Linked DNA regions of Mus musculus: regions 1 and 3 are each linked to region 2. A link is a contact called in public HiChIP or PLAC-seq data. All regions are on one chromosome and are shown on one strand. The core of a region is the stretch at or near the end of the contact, and the rest is flanking DNA. Distances in the headings are between cores, read along the strand shown. Region 1 has its middle 330 kb from the start of Gm27393. Region 2 has its middle 38 kb from the start of Gm36720. Region 3 has its middle 260 kb from the start of Gm27393.

What was found. HiChIP or PLAC-seq counts read pairs in DNA pulled down with a chosen protein or histone mark.
Region 1: a contact with region 2 is called in an H3K27ac HiChIP or PLAC-seq map of stem cell-derived neural progenitor cells, with 5 times the contacts expected there. The contact joins two enhancer-like sites. A contact is called at or near these places in 1 of 484 Hi-C or Micro-C datasets (embryonic stem cells) and 1 of 115 datasets of contacts at active chromatin or transcription factors (stem cell-derived neural progenitor cells).
Region 3: an H3K27ac HiChIP or PLAC-seq map of stem cell-derived neural progenitor cells shows a contact between it and region 2, with 3 times the contacts expected there. The contact joins two enhancer-like sites.

What each region holds. Positions count from the first base shown.
Region 1 is chr11:8,214,476-8,218,009 of GRCm38.p6, forward strand. No RefSeq gene overlaps it. Among named protein-coding and RNA genes, the nearest start is that of Gm27393, 330 kb to the left of the region's middle. Within about 2 kb of position 1,331, at least 22 of the 459 cell types and tissues checked have an H3K27ac peak or open chromatin away from gene starts, as enhancers often do. A contact at or near this core is called in stem cell-derived neural progenitor cells, where this site is marked.
Region 2 is chr11:7,465,030-7,468,200 of GRCm38.p6, forward strand. No RefSeq gene overlaps it. Among named protein-coding and RNA genes, the nearest start is that of Gm36720, 38 kb to the left of the region's middle. Within about 2 kb of position 1,867, at least 13 of the 459 cell types and tissues checked have an H3K27ac peak or open chromatin away from gene starts, as enhancers often do. A contact at or near this core is called in stem cell-derived neural progenitor cells, where this site is marked.
Region 3 is chr11:8,145,688-8,149,225 of GRCm38.p6, forward strand. No RefSeq gene overlaps it. Among named protein-coding and RNA genes, the nearest start is that of Gm27393, 260 kb to the left of the region's middle. Within about 2 kb of position 2,259, at least 24 of the 459 cell types and tissues checked have an H3K27ac peak or open chromatin away from gene starts, as enhancers often do. A contact at or near this core is called in stem cell-derived neural progenitor cells, where this site is marked.

The DNA of each region.
Region 1 (3,534 bases), core at 81-2,580, 750 kb after region 2:
TATGAATCAGCTATGAGCCCGAGTTTAGCATGCTTAAATCCCTGGGCTGCAATCTCCAAAATCTAGGTCAAGAGTTGGGTAAGATGGACAAGTGCCATATTTTCCTTAGGACTTACTGTTTAGCTCACAATGGGAAAATAGTCTAGAAAGAACACAAATAGAAAAACACCATTCCACTATTTTGAGAGAATCTCGTGAAATTCTTTCCTGTACTGAGAACAAAGGGATTCAAATTTGGGTTTCTGTGAGAAGAGAGAACCTGAAAGAAATGCAGAAGAAATTTAAGAAATTTGGAGATGGAATTGAAGCTGTAAGTGGCACTGCCAACATCAGAGTGGATAGGAAGTGGCCTGGAAGTGGCCTAGATGTTGTTCCTAATGAAGATTTGTGTGTGTGTGTGTGTGTGTGTGTGTGTGTGTGTGTGTGTGTGTGTGTTTCATGCATACAGCATTTACAGTTTCAACCCAGGGACCCATGAAGTCTTGTGGGATTTTATCTTTTATTTTCTTTACTGACACTCTCTCCTCCCCTCCCCTCCCCTCCCCTCCCCTCCCCTCCCCTCCCCTCCCCTCCCCTCCCCTCCCCTCCCCTCCCCTTCCCTTCCCTTCCCTTCCCTTCCCTTCGCTCCTCCCATCTTTCTTGAAGCATCACAGCAAATAGATAACAAGCCCTCTCCCATCCAAGTGATACCTCTTCCCATAAAGACAATTTATGTCCATGAAGATTTAGGCTATGGAGAACGTGATGACCACACATCTCACACTGCTGTGGGAGGTTTCTGCAATATTTGGCTTTGGTTGTTAACTTGATGAGAATTAGAAGTATGTGGGCAATTTAGGGCTCACTCTGGGTGCCCAGCTAACTCTATACATCTATGTACTCTATGCATTGAAGTGGAAACTTTATTGCTACTATCAGTGGCACTGGGGCATCTGAAAGTTCCAGTTGCTTTTAATAAAAGGAAGAAAGAAAGGAAGGAAGGGAGAAAGGACAAAGCCCTTGGGCAATGAGATTTTAAGTATAGTAATATATCATTAAAATGCTCAGCAAGCATCTTAGTGTCCTGTACTTTTCTCTAGGTATAGGTGCCCCTGCTCTATTCCAGTGGCTCTCATAAGGGGCCCTAGACAACAATGCAAACATCAGGACCATGTTCAAACAACAGCAAAAATGTTGTCCAACATTAGAAGCATTGGGTTTTAATGATTTTTAGTATTCGATTCCTGTAGCCAAATCATACTTGCTGGGTTAGCTTTCAGAACTTAGAACAAATTGTCATCTAGTAACTTCTAATGATCTCAGCTTGAATGCGTTTCCTGCTCTTAGTGAACTTGGAATGTTCTGGGCTGCGTGTCAAGTGCATTCTCATTGTGTGACTGCCAGAGGGGAAAATGCCCATTGTCGTGGCGATTGCTATTTTTATTTAAATCGCGTTCCAACTTTTAGAAAGTCTTAAGGGTCATAAATGTGCAATGGTGGATAAAGTAGTTTTTTTAGAGTACATTGTTTTCCTTTTTAAAAAAGCAATACATGATCATAAAAGCAAATTTTGAAGACAAAATTTAGAAATGAACAAAATTAATTCCACACAGACATTTTGTTTAGTAAATACAATTCCCATACTCACTTTGGTGACTTTGGAACTCAGTCATGTAGACAAATATGTAGCTTGACAACAGATAAATTCATTGAGTATATATGGGGAGTCACCTTGTACATATCACATTGATATATATATATGTCATATTCATAAAGTCTATCTATACATGAATTGCTTTGTAGAACTACAGATATGGACATATGTACTGCCAGTGTAACACATGTACGTAAATACCAAAGATGATATTGGGAGATATAAATGTATAGCTTTATGCAATGAAATTTTAGGAATCTGCTTTTCCAAGTCTAAAATTCTAGAAAACATGCGTTTCATTTTTCATAATGCTTTTTATCATTATCAATTGAATGAAACTTCAAAAATGACCAAAGCAATGACTAATATTTCATCATTTGGAAAACAGATGTAAGGATATTCTCACTATAATTGACTGCCATGATGAAGTTGTTTCCTGATGAAGACTTGTATTTGGATAATATGAAAACAATCTTCTGTTACAGGAATTATGTGTTTCCCTTGTTAGGATATATATTTTAGAACATGAATTGTTCATTCAAAGAGCATGATCACTTGTTGAGAAATTCTAAATGCATAAAAAGAAAATTATTGTTTATAAGATTGTTTGGTTGACATTCTACACTCTACTCTTTATTCTCTATGAAGAAAACACTACAGTTCTTAGAAAAGAATGTGTTAACATATGTGTGTATATCTTTCTTAATAATAGGTGCTTACTAGGGTTTGGAATTTACCAGAGAGTTAGACAGACCCTGCTGGGCTCTTCAACTATACAATTTCACACAAGCCATATTTGTAGATCAAGAATGAGCCCTAACCCAAGTCCCAACCTTCTGCCTGTGCCCAGAAGATGACAACAACCTTACCAGAGAAGAGAGCCACATGTGGATACCCCCTTTCCCACAAAAGAATGCTGGAAGTACTTGTCAGAGTCAAGTGATTTCAAGTCCCTACAAAGGACTGGACTACAAAGGTAGTTTTACAAAGGCCAGATACTTTGACAGGGATAGTAGCAGCCTCCCCACAAACCAAGGGTCATGAGCTACATCTAAAAGCTTTATAAAGTTCAGGATGGGTACCTGGGTGACTGTCATGCCCACAGGAGGATGGGGAATAATATTCTGGTCTATATGAAACACAAAAGGGTGTGTTGTGTCAATGTCCCAAGGTGCTACCTGGGAACCATGAGACATGGGTCTCAGGTCACAGTGCCAGGGGATATGAGAACAGTGGCCTGACTAGGGGTTATGTGAAGAGTTCTAAGAGCCTGAGAGCATATGGCCAGGTAGAATATGTGATGGAGAGTCAGTGAGTTTGGCAGTCACATACCCAGGACAGGGAAAAGAATTCCCTAAGACACTTGCCTTCCTCCTCTTCCTTAATCCCTCCAGCTATACCTTCAATGTGGGCTGAAACTCATGAAGAATCCCAGAAAGTGACAGTTTAACCTCTCCCACTTACCTCATTGCCACCTGACCCAAGACAGAAAATCTCTGCTGTAGACGCTGGAAACTGGCTTGTCACAAGTACTAGTTTCCAGAGTCAAGCAACTTTCTGTTTCTTGCTCAGATTCTTCATCTGGGGAAAGAGGATTTGGGAGCGCGTTGTACAACGTCATAGTAAACATTAGCAAAGAAAGCTACAGATGCCCCAGGGGTACATAATTTAAAGTGTGACATGAAGGCCACTTTTATGTTTCACAGACATCTGTGTCATCATAGCAGCAGGAAATCCACAGCCTTGCACCACCACACTCTGGGATGAGTACTTAAACGTGGCCTGAGAAAAGAAGCCAGGCAGTTGCTTCTCTCCTGACCCACTCTCCCATGTTGCTACGTGATGCTCAGTGTCTCCCAGCCTCCTCAGAAGTGGCTCAGTGCTCACCTCCTGTGCCTGTG
Region 2 (3,171 bases), core at 617-3,116:
CCTCAGCAGCTATCTTCAACAGAGTCTGGACCACTATCACACCCTGCCCCCACCACTGGAACTTCTACAGGCAAGTCCAGGAGTATTGGCCTTTGCTTGTAAAGTGATTGTCACTGGTCTTCTGAAGACAGCCTCCAGAGGAACAGCCCTCGGTTTGGGAGTCAAGATTGGGGGAGCATCCCTCATTGTGTGGACTGTGGTTTCCTCTCATGAGTAGGCCAACTATTTTTATGTAAGATGTGGGAAAATGGCCTCAAAGTCACAAAAGGAGATCTGGGAGTCCACAGACATCATACCCAGACAACGCCCACTGGGACTCTCACAGGACAATGCTGCCTACCTAACTGCCACAGAGAAGGATGACGTCAGGGTCAGGACAAGGGATTCTAAATAGATTCCAGCATCTTATCTTCCCTAACAAATGCAATCCCACCACAGCATTGTTCCCAGACAGAGGCCCTTGGCTAAGTGAGACTTCTTATTGGACCTTTCCATGAATGTCCTGAGCTAGCTAGCAGTCTTACATAAGAGGATAACAGAAAGGAAGCTTTTGTCTCCCTGCAGGTAAGAGGGGCATATCCAAGAGCTGACAGCCTTGACCTTTCCCACCTCTGTACCTAGTGAGCCAACAATATGTGGTGGGGACCAGGGCCTCTGGAGAAATAAAGGCCCATTCATGGATGCCAAGTCCAGACACCCTATTGCATAATTTAGACTCTGGCCTGTGGGATCAAGAGGCAAAGCACACCTCCCCTCTACTCCTGGGCTTCCCAGGGGAATCTGCAGTGCCCAGCTGCAGTGGGAGCTCCCGTTGATTTTCTGGCATAGGAAAAACCTTGGGAAGCTTGGGCCAGCCTTCAATCAGAAATAAGTCTGACAGACAGGGACCAAATGATTGGTTTTGGCTAGTTACTTTCAGGCTCCCCAGCAATGCATGGATCTTTTAACTGTCTTTAACATCTGAACACACATCAGCAAGGTAAGGAAGTCATGAGCTAGGATGTCTCTATGTCTCTTTTCTGGACCTTTCTCTATGTGGTGGTGTTGACTAGGTCCATTCTCTTATGTGTTAAGACACCCAACTTACCATGAGGTTATAGGGCACACAAGGGTACCCATCCCTGTCTTCTCCCACCCTGACCTCTTCTGTCTATATCTGTGATAAGTTCAGCCTCTGATTGCACTCGAATGAGCTGTGTTCTCTATCTATAGGCCCTTGTTCCACGAGTGACATAACATGAATGTACTTTTTTTTTTAATTATCACATATTCCCATTCAGTGACACAGGATTGTCTGGGTTTGTGAGTTTTCTTCAGCTTAGAAACCATAGCTGAGTACCTGTGTGCTGGCCCAAAGCTCCATCTTTCTGTGCCAAAGCACTGTCTCCAAGTAGACTCCCGAGGTTCCCCACAGACAGTGGGGGCAGGCTGAGACTTCCCCCACCTCTGTCTTTCCCTCTGAATGAGTCCCATTCATTGAGAGGATGGTATTCTTTTTGGTGGCTCAAATAATCTAATTAATGCAGCAGAAGTCAGAGAAGAAGCGAATCATTCTTTTGTGCCAGTTGGAGACAAACTCCCAACTGTCCTCCTGTTTTTAACTGGCCACTTCCTTCGGCTGTGCGCAGATTTCTACATAAAAGCTCTGAGCCACTGAAGAGAACTAGAATCTACCATCTGCTTCCAGTCTAATGATAATGATCATCAGTCCGCCCTCAAATGCATCTTTCTTAATTAAGATTGCCTCAACCTTTATGAACAATACATTGTTATCAATGTATTTTTTAAATGAAACTAAAGTGCCCAGAGGGTTAAGTAACCTTTTAATTGGGTCACACCCTGAGTGAGGAGCCAGAGTTGTGGCCCAAGGACCTACTTGCCTCTAACACATTGACTGTGCCATTTAGATGTTCCTGTATAACACTGGGGTGCGCTTATAGACAATGGAGCAACGCCTAGTTCTTCAATTAAATCTTGAAAAAGAGAATTTGGGGGAGAAAATAGTAGACAGAGAAAAGGAATTTGAAAGCCCAGGGAAGAGGCTACTTTGCTGGGTCTGTCCAGAAATTGTACTTATAAGGAAATTTCAGGCTTGAGCAATCTAAACTTTCCTTCAGATCAAAGAAATCCTTATGGCAGGGGTGTCAGAGGAAATAGTGCAGTACTCTCCCCAAAGGCACATGTGTCTGGTTGTCATGATGGACAGCTGTCAGCGTCCAGGTGAGTCAGGCTCTACCCATCAGATGGTTCTGTAGTCATATGCACATTGCCAGTCACTGTTCTTTAGGTCACATGATGTGACTACACTGGTGACTTCACTTCATCATCACTGGTCTGGGAGCACCCTTTTCTTCTGCGGTGCCACTCACTGTGACTGTTTGCACCCTTCGTGGTACTCTTCACTGGCTTTGCTGTTGAGGGGTTGCATAAATGCACACTGCTAAGCTTAGCACCCTTTTGGGGGTTTTGTGTCCTGATCATTTTCTCAGGAACTCTCAGGAGTCTCATGCGTGGGAAACAAGGGCTTTGTGTGTATGACTCTGAGCTTCTTGCTGCTCTCTAAGGAAGTCGCCTTTCTCTAGCTGCTATGCCAACATTTCCATTGCCTCATACTTAATGAACATGTTTCACTCATCTGCTGCAATTGTTGTTTTTCCCCTCCAAAAATGCCAGGTTTTAATTTAGAACAGTTCTCCCGCCACTAATTAGAACCTTCCAGCTCACTATTCTTAGAAGATGTTTTCATAATTTTAGCACTGTATCAATGATCTGAGGCTCAGAATGTGAATTTTATTGTTACTACTGAAATACTTGGACACCAAGACAGAGAGAGGGCTCGGAGAAATCGTGCTGTATGCTCTGCTTCCGAATCCTGGGTCCGGCAGGGCATTATTTATCCAGCTTCCAAGGTGAGCCCACAGGTTGAAGGCAGGATGGAAACGGGCATCTTAGTGCATTGAGCATTCTGAGATGTCACTTTTCCAACCACTCTTTAGTCTTCTCCTCCCATTCTGCATGAGTTGAAAAACATACCAGGTTTCCCACCACACTTAAATGTTGGATCTCCCTGCACAAGGTATTGTTTCCCAAGAGCTGAAGGAGTAAGGGCTACATGAACTTCCTGCTGAGTCAGTCCATCCTGCGGTGAAGCATCAGTTCTTTTCCTAGAAT
Region 3 (3,538 bases), core at 1,009-3,508, 680 kb after region 2:
TCACCATGACTGTTAATAGTATTATAATACTAATGCTTGAATGATAGAGATGGAGACAAGTTTTAAATAAAATGGCTAATAAGAATCCTTTGGAATAGCGTTGGATGGAGAGTCAGTTCAGCTGGAAAGGGTGCTTGCAGTACAAGGCTGGAGACTTGAGTTCAATTCCCAGAAGCTACATTAAGGAAGAAGGGAAGAGCTGACTCTACAGCACTGTCCTTTGATCTGGATGCATGCTCTGTAGCACTCACGTGCTAACACATACATCACACACACACACACACACACACACACACACACACACACACACACACACAGAGTAATATCAGAGAAGAGTCTCTCTGACCTAATCACAGCTGCTATGTTTTGTATATCTTCCAGACTTGCCAAAAAGGAAAGAAAATATGTCCACTGGCAACTCCACAGTACAGAAGTTGAGCTAATTAAACTACTGCAAGATTTTTAAAAGCTACCAACGCAGAGAGGGACTCACCTTCATTCTCCCATCCAAGCAAACTAAGCAGATTTGCCTATATAACTGTCTTTCCCTAGCCCCTCTGAAAACCTGCAGCACGCTGGCATCAGTTATACCAGACTGAGGCAGAAACTACATTCTAAAAGTAGAAAGTCCAGTCCAAAGTCCAGAAGATGCCTCCGTGGGTAAAGATGCCTGCCACCAAGTCTTATAAGCAGAGTTTGATCCTGGAGAGTCACGGTGTGGAAGGCGAGAGCAGCCTCTTGATCATCCTCTAACTTTCACACACATGTCATGGCACATGTGTGCTCCCCCCCCACACACACACACATACAATAAATAAGCATAATAAAAATTAAAACAAAGAAAAATCAAGTCCATAAAGAAGTCTATAGAAAATACAATTTCACATAAGTAATCTAAAGCAGGTTCCCTGTAAAGCCCAACCACAAAGCAATGGAAAATTCATTTCTATCATGCCGAGTAAACTACCACAAACACACTGGCCTCAAATAATGAGTATTCATTATCTGTAATATCTAAAGGTCAGGAGCCTACGCACGGATTAGCTAGGTTCCATCTCACAGGCCCCTGAATTAAAATCTTCCCATCTAGGCTGTGCCTCATCAGCTCAGCTCAAGTTCCAAATTCTGGTCCTCCCTTGGATCTGGATGGGATTTCAGCTCCAGGCTGAAATCCAATGAGTCCTTTGTATGGAAATGGGAATGTTGTGGTGTCTTTAAGAACAGAGCTGTCTCCAGGAACTTGGGGTCAAATATGATGGCCACCAAAGCTTCCCCAAATCAGTGTCATTTTTGTCCTCCGAATTAAAATAATGATATTCACAAGCCACAAAGGATGAGTTTCAGAGGAGGTTTATTATCAATTCATAGGTAGGAGTGTGGTAAATGGATGGGGGTAGCTCCTGTGTATGTGGAAATAAGGCATCATCGAGCTGTTTGTCCAGAGGCTTTTTAAGGACTCGGAGCAAAAACTGGGGTGAGGTATATGGAGGAGGATTGACACTCAGTGCAGCTGCCCCAGACCCTGGGGTTTAGGTGCGGTATCTCAGGTTCTGTCTCCCAGTCAAGGACAACCCCTTTAGACGAAGCTCATTTAGAAAATAATGAGAACACAGAAAGCACCTCTCTCTCTCTCTCTCTCTCTCTCTCTCTCTCTCTCTCTCTCTTTCTCTCTCTCTCTCTCTCTCGCTTTGCTGGCTTTCAGCAAAAGGATTCTCAGAGTTGTTGTGGGGTCCAGTGCCCACCCCAGTTCCGACTTCCTGTTCCCCGAGTCTATGTGTGAATTACAAAACTAGAGGCCATATGTCTTTAATAATCCCAGAGCGCAGGAAGTACGATAAACGGAATGGAAAGGACACGGGTCCCTAGGAGAGGACAAACGCCATCTGAGAGAGTGAGAGGTTTGGCTGATTTCAATTAGAAACTCCGAGATTTTTTCCCCTAAATTCTTGGTCCTGCTGCCTCAGCCGCCCATCTAGGTCTCAGGACAGGTAGACAGGAATGATACCCGTGTTTTATCAGCCTCTTTTCCTTTTGTCCTCTCTCGGTCCCTAGTCGTCCAAACTTGCTGGTTTCTGATGAAATAATTTCTTAAAAACTTTGTGGGTTTTCCACGGATTAGACTCCATTAAACAAAAGCCATAGCCACAATTCTTTTTAAGATAATCATGAGTCAGCCTTTGGCGCCTGCGAGGTCATTGAGAGACTAGGAGCTTACACTTCCTGAGAGAATCCCACCCCTAATCTCTTGAAAGGGCTCTTTGTGTGCAGTGAATAGGCGAATCTTTGGTCATTCCGCAGTTTTAGCAAAAGGCTACATTCTCATGCATACTAAGCCTTTTCTAGATGAAAGCTTTCAGCATCTACTTCTTATTTTTAGCATCCTTTGTCATCTAGAGAGACTAAGGGTCCACTGCCTCATCTGGTTCTGGTTCCCCCTTAGCAGCTGCTTCCTCCAATTAACTCTCTGGCCCTGATCTTTCTTTCCATACGCAACAGTAACAAACTAGACCATGCCTTCAGTGTGTTCTTTCCTAACATATAGAGCAAATTTGGTGATTGTCCTGTACTTCTGCTTTCAGATCTTACCTCCTTCAGTGTCCTGTAGCTTATCTCACTTCATGCAGAGCTGCTACTGGCAATGCCTTCAAGGACCAGATTGCCACTGTCAAGACTATTTACAATGCTTCCCTTCACTGGGCACATCACTCAAAATGCTTCCACTTCCCCCCCCCCCCACTGTCCAGTTTGAAAACCACACATACATTTCAGCAACTTGGCTTTTGATTTCTTGCAAGCCAGGAGGAAAGAGCTGACCAACCTTTCTGTCTTCTTAAGGCTTCCTTCCTTAGCTCAGGCCTACCGAGGTTGAAGTCAGTTGAATAATTTAATTACAACTGTAAAATATTTTTCTGAGCAGTATTCCATCATTACGGGATTGGAAAATAACCAGCTTCACAGGTGTTGCCAGGCTCAGTAGGGGGACGTACTCTTTGGGGAACCTTCTTCACCGGATGTGAGCACAATTCTTTAAACATAATTTCACATCCTCAAAACAACGTGCAAATGATGAAAATTGCCTTGAATCAGAAACTGAAAATAATTAAGTGGACAAAAACAGATGTAATTTCTTAAAATATATTTAGTTGGTCTCAGAAAGAAATTTAAGAAAAAGACAAGTTAATCTCAGAAATTAAGAAAGAAAGAAAGGAAGGAAGGAAGGAAGGAAGAAAGAAAGAAAGAAAGAAAGAAAGAAGAAGAGAAGAGAAGAGAAGAGAAGAGAAGAGAAGAGAAGAGAAGAGAAGAGAAGAGAAGAGAAGAGAAGAGAAGAGACATAGTATACCACACTTAGGGGTCATAGCCTGTACCCCAAGTCAGACCCATCCTCAGGGACCTGCTTAAAAGATCCAAACTAAAAGTGGAGGGAAAGGGTTTGGAGGTAGGGAAAGGAGAAATGCTGTCATTATAGTATAAGCTCAAAAATCAGAAAGGTAAAAAGGAAGAAGGAGCAGGAAAAAATTATTTAATAATCAGCAGGTTG